Regions from separate parts of the Sus scrofa genome. Here region 1 is linked to region 2. The links are chromatin contacts, called in public promoter capture Hi-C maps. All regions are on one chromosome and are shown on one strand. The core of a region is the stretch at or near the end of the contact, and the rest is flanking DNA. Distances in the headings are between cores, read along the strand shown.

Region 1 (3,669 bases), core at 1,079-3,578, 220 kb after region 2:
CAGAGATAGGCGGGAAAGATGTGGAAATGGAGAGGAAAAAGGCAGGGAGGTCTCACCAGAGAGAGACAGTTTCCGAAAGGTGTGAATGGTGGTGGTCCAAAGCCAAGATTTAAAACTTAGTAGCTGGACGTTCTTTGGCAAATTACTTAACTTTTTCTGACTTTGTTTCCTTTTGTAAGAAAGTAGTGGGTATTAAAATCTACCTCATAGGATTAACAGGAGGGCCAAGTTTCTGGCATTGCTCAGAAAATAATTTCTGCTCTTCCACATTGGCAACCATATCCATTCTTGCATTATTCTTTTTTTTTTTTTTTTTCTTTTTAGGGCTGCACCTGGGACATATGGAGGTTTCCAGGCTAGGAGGAGCTACAGTTGGGCCACAGCCATAGCCATGCAGGATCCAAGCTGCGTTTGCGATCTACATCACAGCTCACAGCAATGCCAGATCCTTAACCCACTGAGCGAGGCCAGAGATTGAACCTGCAACCTCATGGTTCCTAGTCGGGATTTGTTCCCACTGCGCCACGACGGGAACTCCTGTTCTTGCATTATTCTAATTGGCAGATGGGTATAGCAAGCCCCGTCAGCTCTAGAGGCAATGAGACACACAACTGAAAGTCTGTGGTATTTGCCCTTGGGGAGTACACAGTCTAGAGGAAGAAATGAGGCAACATAAACAACAGTTAATACACTACAGTTCAATACTCACAGGCAGAACTGTGGTTCAGTGGTACAAACAAAAGCATGAGGAATTCAGAAGAGATCTCCCACTGTGTCCTAGACTCTTAGGAACCAGAGTATACCCGAAAGTAGTACACCAAGCTCATTACGGATTCTATTCAGGTGGATTATGATGATGTCACTATTTATGGATGTGAATATATTTTCCTACACGGGGGTGTGAGTGTAATTTATTTTCTTTGCCCTCAGGAGGCCCTACAGTGGCTTCACCTGGAATTACAACACTGACCTATGAAACCAACTTTCTCTGTAATTCATTCTTGGAGGAGGGACCTGAGCTTCAGAATGCACTCTCATTGGTGGGACTCTCACAACCTAACTGCTTGCTCAGCAAGTATAAAAGAGCTGTAAACAAGGTCATTATCAATCACCAATTTAACGCTCAGCTTAAGATGCTGGTAGGCAGTTTTCATCCCCAGCCCTACTTCTCAGAAGGCTGCGAGATGACCTGTCTGAGTTCACATAGAGCATATTGCAAAGAGCTGGTGTTAGAAGACTGGCCATATGCCAGCGAATATGTTCTCATGGAGGTGCAGGAAGAGGAGGGGAATTCATAATTCTTGTACCTCTATTGTGGGCAGATCTATGCTAGGAGTTTTTCACATACAAAGATCAAAACACTGGGGTCTGGTCCTGGATCAACCCATTCTTGGCTGTGATATTTTGAACAAGTAAAAAAACAAACACAAAAAAACCCAAAACACCACTTTCTGAGGCCTCAGTTTTCCAAACTCTAAAATGGAGGTAAGAATTCCTGCTTGTCCATCTTACAGGGTTTTTTCAGGAGCCCAAAGGACGAAAAAGATTTGAAAGGGATTTACATACACAAATTGCGATGGCAATTTCCCTTCCTCCCATTTTGAATGCAGATCACAAGTGTGTAGCTTCCTGACAACTCAAGGGATGCACCCTGAAGAACGTAAATAAGAGCAGTGCCAAGCTCGATAAGGTCGGTACGCCCTTTACAGGTAGAGATTCAGAGCGGATGACTCTGCTTTACGAAGACTCATATCCTCAGGGCATCAAGCGGATTACCTTCCATTTTTCTGTTCCCTTGGCCCCAACAATTCACCCGCCCTTTCCCTCTTTACTGAGCACCCTGGAGGAGTGACCTCGCCTCCCAGTTTTATCCTTAGCGCTCCGGCAGGTCTGTCTTTCCCAAAGGAGTCAGAAAAAGGGCTCGGAGGCCAAATGGTCGGATTCGAATTATGCTTCCCAACAGACACTCGCTCGCCATGTGACCTTGGGCAATTCCAGTTCCCTCTCCGAACTTCTCTTTCTTGTGTCTAAAAAACCCTCTCCGCCCTGACCAATTCACGGGCTGCAGAAAGGTGCAGAAAGATAACCGGCAGGAACGCTCCCGACCAGAGTTAGAGCACTGCGCGGGTGGGAGCGGGTTGTCCTCCTCGAGGCCTGGCCCTGTGCTCCCTCAGCCCTTCCGCTGCCCTCCCCACTGCAAGCCGTCTCCGTGACCTTCATGCCTGGCTCGCCCCCTCCGCCCGGGGCGGGTGCTCACCTGCAGGCAGGCTCCGCCAAGGGTTGTGGCCGGGAACCAGCGTTTCAAGGAGACCGCGACCACCGCCGCCATTTTGGTTTCTGACGTCGAGCCCCACCCCTTCACCCCGAGGGCACTCTCCGCCGCTGTCCCACCGAGCACCGCGGCGCCGAGCCAGCGTCCACCGAGGACCCGCTAGCTGCTCAGAACCACCGAGTGGGAGGTGGCTTCCGGTTTCCCGAGTGGGTGGAGGGAAGGCGGAGAAAGCCTGCAAGAACGGGCGTAGTTGCCGTGGGCCGGACGCATGCCCACTTAGTCTCCCGCGTTCGAAGGTGACCTTCCCAGAGGAAGGGGCGGAGCCAGGGAGGGAGGGCCGTGGTAAGGGGTGGGGCTACAGCCTAAGTGGGCGGAGCCATTCGATCTTCGTCCTCTCCCGATTTTTAACCCCTTTCTTCCTGAAAATTTATCTATCATGTCACTCAACTGCGGTTTGCCCGAGACTGACCGGGTTTCAGCACTGCTGCCTCCCAAGAAACCCCTCAGTCCGGGGCAAATCAGGAATGTTGGAGTCCGAGGGGACTTCAACGATCAAGGGCAAAGGTGTCATTCATTCAAAAATACGTATGGAGCACCACTATGTGCCAGGTGCTGGGTACTACAGTGCGTGAGCAAGCCGGGCACCGGTGCCGCCCTCACCAAACTTACCAGACAATTGTAATACGGTAAGTTCTGTTCTGTAAAAGAGGAGCGAGAAGGGAACCCAGGATGGCTCAATCAGTCAGTTAGCGTTAGAAACCATTTCTTGAACACCTACTATGTGCCAAGCATTATGATTCATCTTAATACTCAAAGCAGTCTTTTTATGAAAGAGGTGTGCGTATTTTAACTTTTCTTCTTTCTTTTTTTTCTTTTTTGACTTTGCCTGTTTTAGGGCCGCACCCGCGGCATGTGGAGGTTCCCAAGCTAGGGGTCTGAGCCGCATCTGCAACCTACACCACAGCTCACGGCAACGCGGGATCTTCAACCTACTGAGCAAGGCCAGGGATCGAACCCACAACCTCATGGTTCCTTATTGGATTTGTTAACTACTGAGCCATGACAGAAGCTCCTTAACTTTCTATTTCAGTCATATCAGCTGCTTTATCCAGACCTCTGCATGGGTTATCTCAGAGCCCACCTCACTCTGGGAACTCAATTACCTGGGCAGGTGTGGCTTTTGTCCTTCCTGTCTCAGTCTCTTCAGTCAGCTCTGGCAGTTTATGTAGTTAGCTAACTTTGCAGTTCCCTGTATCTCCCAGGATGATGTTTTCCCTTCTTGGCCCACTTGCTTTTGTTTTGTTTTTGTTTTTGTTTTTTAGGCCTCCCCATAGCATCCCTGGCCAAGGATCAGATTTGAGCCACAGACGTGACCTACGCTGCAGCAGTGCTGGATC
Region 2 (3,337 bases), core at 217-2,716:
TGGGCCAGACATGGTTACAAAAGGAAATCATTTTCTTCTTTTTCATAGACTTAGAGCTATACAGTGACCAACCTTGAAGAACACTTTTCAAGGGACTGCCGTCAGGTATACTGTCATAATTCCCCATTTTGAAAGGGTTTTTTTCTCAGGATGACCACAGCAAAATGACATAAAACAGATATATTAGAAGTGTGGCTGTGGTCATCCAATAGTTAACCCCAATTCCTAATAAACAAAATAGTTAGACAAATCCAAAGGCCTGGGACTCTAAACCCGATCTTTTGAGTACCTCAGCCGCTGTAACCTTTTATACTGTCTCCCTTAGACAGTATAGGGATTGTGAGTCTAACCCACAATCCTGGTGAAATTATATTAAACAATTTAGGCACAAGCGCAGTTAAACGAGGTTACTCACCCAAAAGATCCAGGAGCTGTTTCTTTCCCCAAAAGTGAGTAACGTAGAGAAGCCTGGAGCGCCGCAGCGGCGGGAAGCAGGAACCCGACAGCCAAGCCTCTAGACAAATTCAGTCTAGGTGGCCACTCAGGGTCGGTGGCGAGGGCCTACACCCAGCCGGGGGCTACAGTGCCTCAGACAGGCGATCGCAAGACCTTGGTCCCTTCACCGTCGCCAGAAATTCTTACCAGAACGGACCATGTTCACTGCCTGGCGCCCTTAGAAGCCAATACTACGGCACCAACTTTTGAGAAAAGAAAGAGCTTTATTGCGAGGTAGCAATAAGGAGGCAGGAGGCAGGGCTCAAATCTGTCTCCCCCGTCCCAGCCAGGGTTTGGGGCAAAATTTAAGGGTTAGGGAAATTTCAAAGTTGGCACAAGTTGATTGGCTAGTTTTCAAAGCAGTCCATATATGGTAAGCAAGGTACGGTGGGGGGCTGGAAACCGGATTTTCCTCCACAAAAGACTTCTTGCTACGCCTGGTAAAGGATTCCGGGGGCAACATTTCTATTTGAGTTCCCTAAACTGAAGATTCTTAGTTCCGGGGTCCTCCTGGAAACAAGAGTTCCCATCTCGCACATGAGCAGTGCTGCCTCTATAAAATACCTCAAAGTCTGATTAATCAACAACCTATTTAAGGAGTCAAAACCAGTTTAAACTGGACAGTGTTATGTCCGCTATTTCACTTTGTCGAGGTATACATATGTTTTCAAAATTTTGGAAAAAACCATAATCTGCAGCTTAGGAAACTACACCTTAAAAGAAAAAAAAGAGTAATTTCCTGCCCTTGGAAAAGATGGTTCTAAAGAACACACTTCCCATACTAAAGAGGATGACTTCACAGGGACTCCCATTCGGCAAGAGAAATGACACATTGCCCTTAAGAAAAATGGCAACTTTATGCTTTCCCTTTTCCAAGATGGCTTCCTTGACGTTCCTGGGCCTTGGCCTGGAGCCTCTTCCGGGCTTGACAGGGGGCGGGGTTCATTGAGCAAAGCCCTGCGTGCCGGCGCCCGCGACCAAGGCGCGCTTCAGGACGCAGGCGCGGGGAGGGGGTGGGGGAGGAGGGAAAGCGGCGAGTAAGATGGAAGATGAGGAGGTCGCTGAGAGCTGGGAGGAGGCGGCAGACAGCGGGGTAAGGAGGAGCCGCCGCCCCGGGGCTGGGCCGGGCGGGACCTGGCGTGAGGAAAGCCTCGGGGGAGCGGGTCTGGGGATGGTTCTCCCTGAGGAAGGGCCCCACACGCCGGGCCGGGGGTGAAGGAGAGGCCCCCGGTTCCTGAGCTCGGTGAAGGCCTCTTAAAGGGGCCACGTTCCATTTCTCCCTGCACTTTTGCCTGGTGCTCTTCCTTCCACTCCCTACTCCCTACCGGCGTGCGCGTCATCCGGGGCGCCCCACCCGCCACTAGGACCTCTTTTCCTGGCGCCCGCTAGCCCGCCCCAGGCGCCTTTGACCCGACTCCTCTTTTCCCTGTCGGTCCCCTGTGCAAAGCACCATTTTAAAGTTCATGTGCTCCGACTAGGAGCGACACACCACTTGGCGGGGGCGGGGGGTGGGGGGAGGGAATGCGCGGACCCAGGAGGCAAATCTGGCCCCGGAGAAGAGCAAGAGGAAATCGAGTCATTTCTGGGCATGCTAAAATCCCCCACCGCTTTGCGTCATCCGCCACGGTGGGCGAGTCTGGGTTTTTCCTCTTTTAATTTTACTGAGCGCTCTGGCAGGCTGGTCTCCCGGGGACCCTGCCGGAACAACCGAAAGCCTAGCGGCCAGCCTTTCTCCCCGAGGCGCACCCAACGATCCGATCACCGGGGAAGGGTCTCGCAGAGTGATTGCCGGGGTCGAGGGGGGAGGGGTGTGATATGTAAAGTAGCTGCATTCCTGGGAAGGGAGGGGAGAAATGGACCGTTCGACTTTGCTTTTCGGAGTTTTGTTTGCCTCCACAAGCTGTAGGAAACATACTCTGTTTCAAGCCGGAATAGTCAGTTCTATTAGGTTCGCGTTTAATTTGGTTTTCTCAGAGTTTGCGGTTCTGTGGTGATCCTTGTGAAGGTGGGGAGATGTCTTTTTGGTTTTGTCCTCCTCGTGTTCATTGTTCAGTTCTGGCTCGAGTGACATCCACCTTGAAGGTTTATGTGTCGGGAGTAGGGCGTGGAGAGCCGAGTGTTACCGGAATAGAACAACAGAAGGTGGGTTTTGTTTTTGTTTTTTTCATCAAGCTCCTTTGAGGGTGCTTGTCAGCGCTTGAAGAGACCAAGAAATGGATGCACTCCCTTAACATTCCCTTAATGTTGAAATTTTGACTTTGAAGTTTTTGCTGGTGGTGGTTCAAGCATTTCTCTCAAGGTGTTTTTTTCCCCACTTAGCATGATTGAGGATTTGAAGAATTGATTTCGTTCAGGAGGTATTTTGTATAGTTCTTACGGGCCAGCCATCTTTCTTGGATTTGTGGCTTGAGTAGGGAGAGCAATCGAAAGATTTTATAGAGGGCAACAGGTGTCAGCTAGGTATTTTTCAATCAACAAACATTTAGGAGGTCTGCCATGTGCTAGACAGAGTGCTTAGCAGTAATTTTGTGCTAGAGAATTCACAATCTCTGCCAGAGGCGTTTATTGGCGCCTGCCACAGGTGTGAGTGAATCATTCAGGACCCTTCATGCTGCTCCCTGCAAAAAAGTTTGGTTTACAGTTGGAATGACTCAAATGATAAGTTTCTTGAGCATCTTGTCCTTTCTTTGTTTTTTTCTCACTTGTTTCAAAGGGACATAAGTTTCTGACATTAAAGAAGAAGAAAATGAGAAGAACAAAAATGAATGTAGGGTTCAGAAACTGAGGATTGCTTTAGTTTTTCAGAACAGGTAAGCTGCTTAAAGAACAGCTAGCCCACTCC

The links. Promoter capture Hi-C pulls out the DNA fragments that hold promoters and counts their contacts.
Region 1: a promoter capture Hi-C map of liver shows a contact between it and region 2, with 2.4 times the contacts expected there. The contact joins the promoter of SDHB here to the promoter of SZRD1 in region 2. A contact is called at or near these places in 1 of 5 promoter capture datasets (liver), 6 of 47 Hi-C or Micro-C datasets (embryonic fibroblasts, heart right ventricle, liver and 1 more) and 1 of 2 datasets of contacts at active chromatin or transcription factors (alveolar macrophages).

Annotation. Positions count from the first base shown.
Region 1 is chr6:75,675,783-75,679,451 of Sscrofa11.1, forward strand. It overlaps SDHB (succinate dehydrogenase complex iron sulfur subunit B), which reads right to left and starts at 2,329. Exons shown (of 8, transcript NM_001104953.1): 1 at 2,258-2,329. The coding sequence starts at 2,329.
Region 2 is chr6:75,457,658-75,460,994 of Sscrofa11.1, forward strand. It overlaps SZRD1 (SUZ domain-containing protein 1), which reads left to right and starts at 1,467. Exons shown (of 4, transcript XM_005665044.3): 1 at 1,467-1,588. The coding sequence starts at 1,538. LOC100522143 (a long non-coding RNA gene) reads right to left here and starts at 1,300. Exons shown (of 2, transcript XR_303959.3): 1 at 416-1,300. LOC110255192 (a long non-coding RNA gene) reads left to right here and starts at 2,045. Exons shown (of 2, transcript XR_002344914.1): 1 at 2,045-2,121.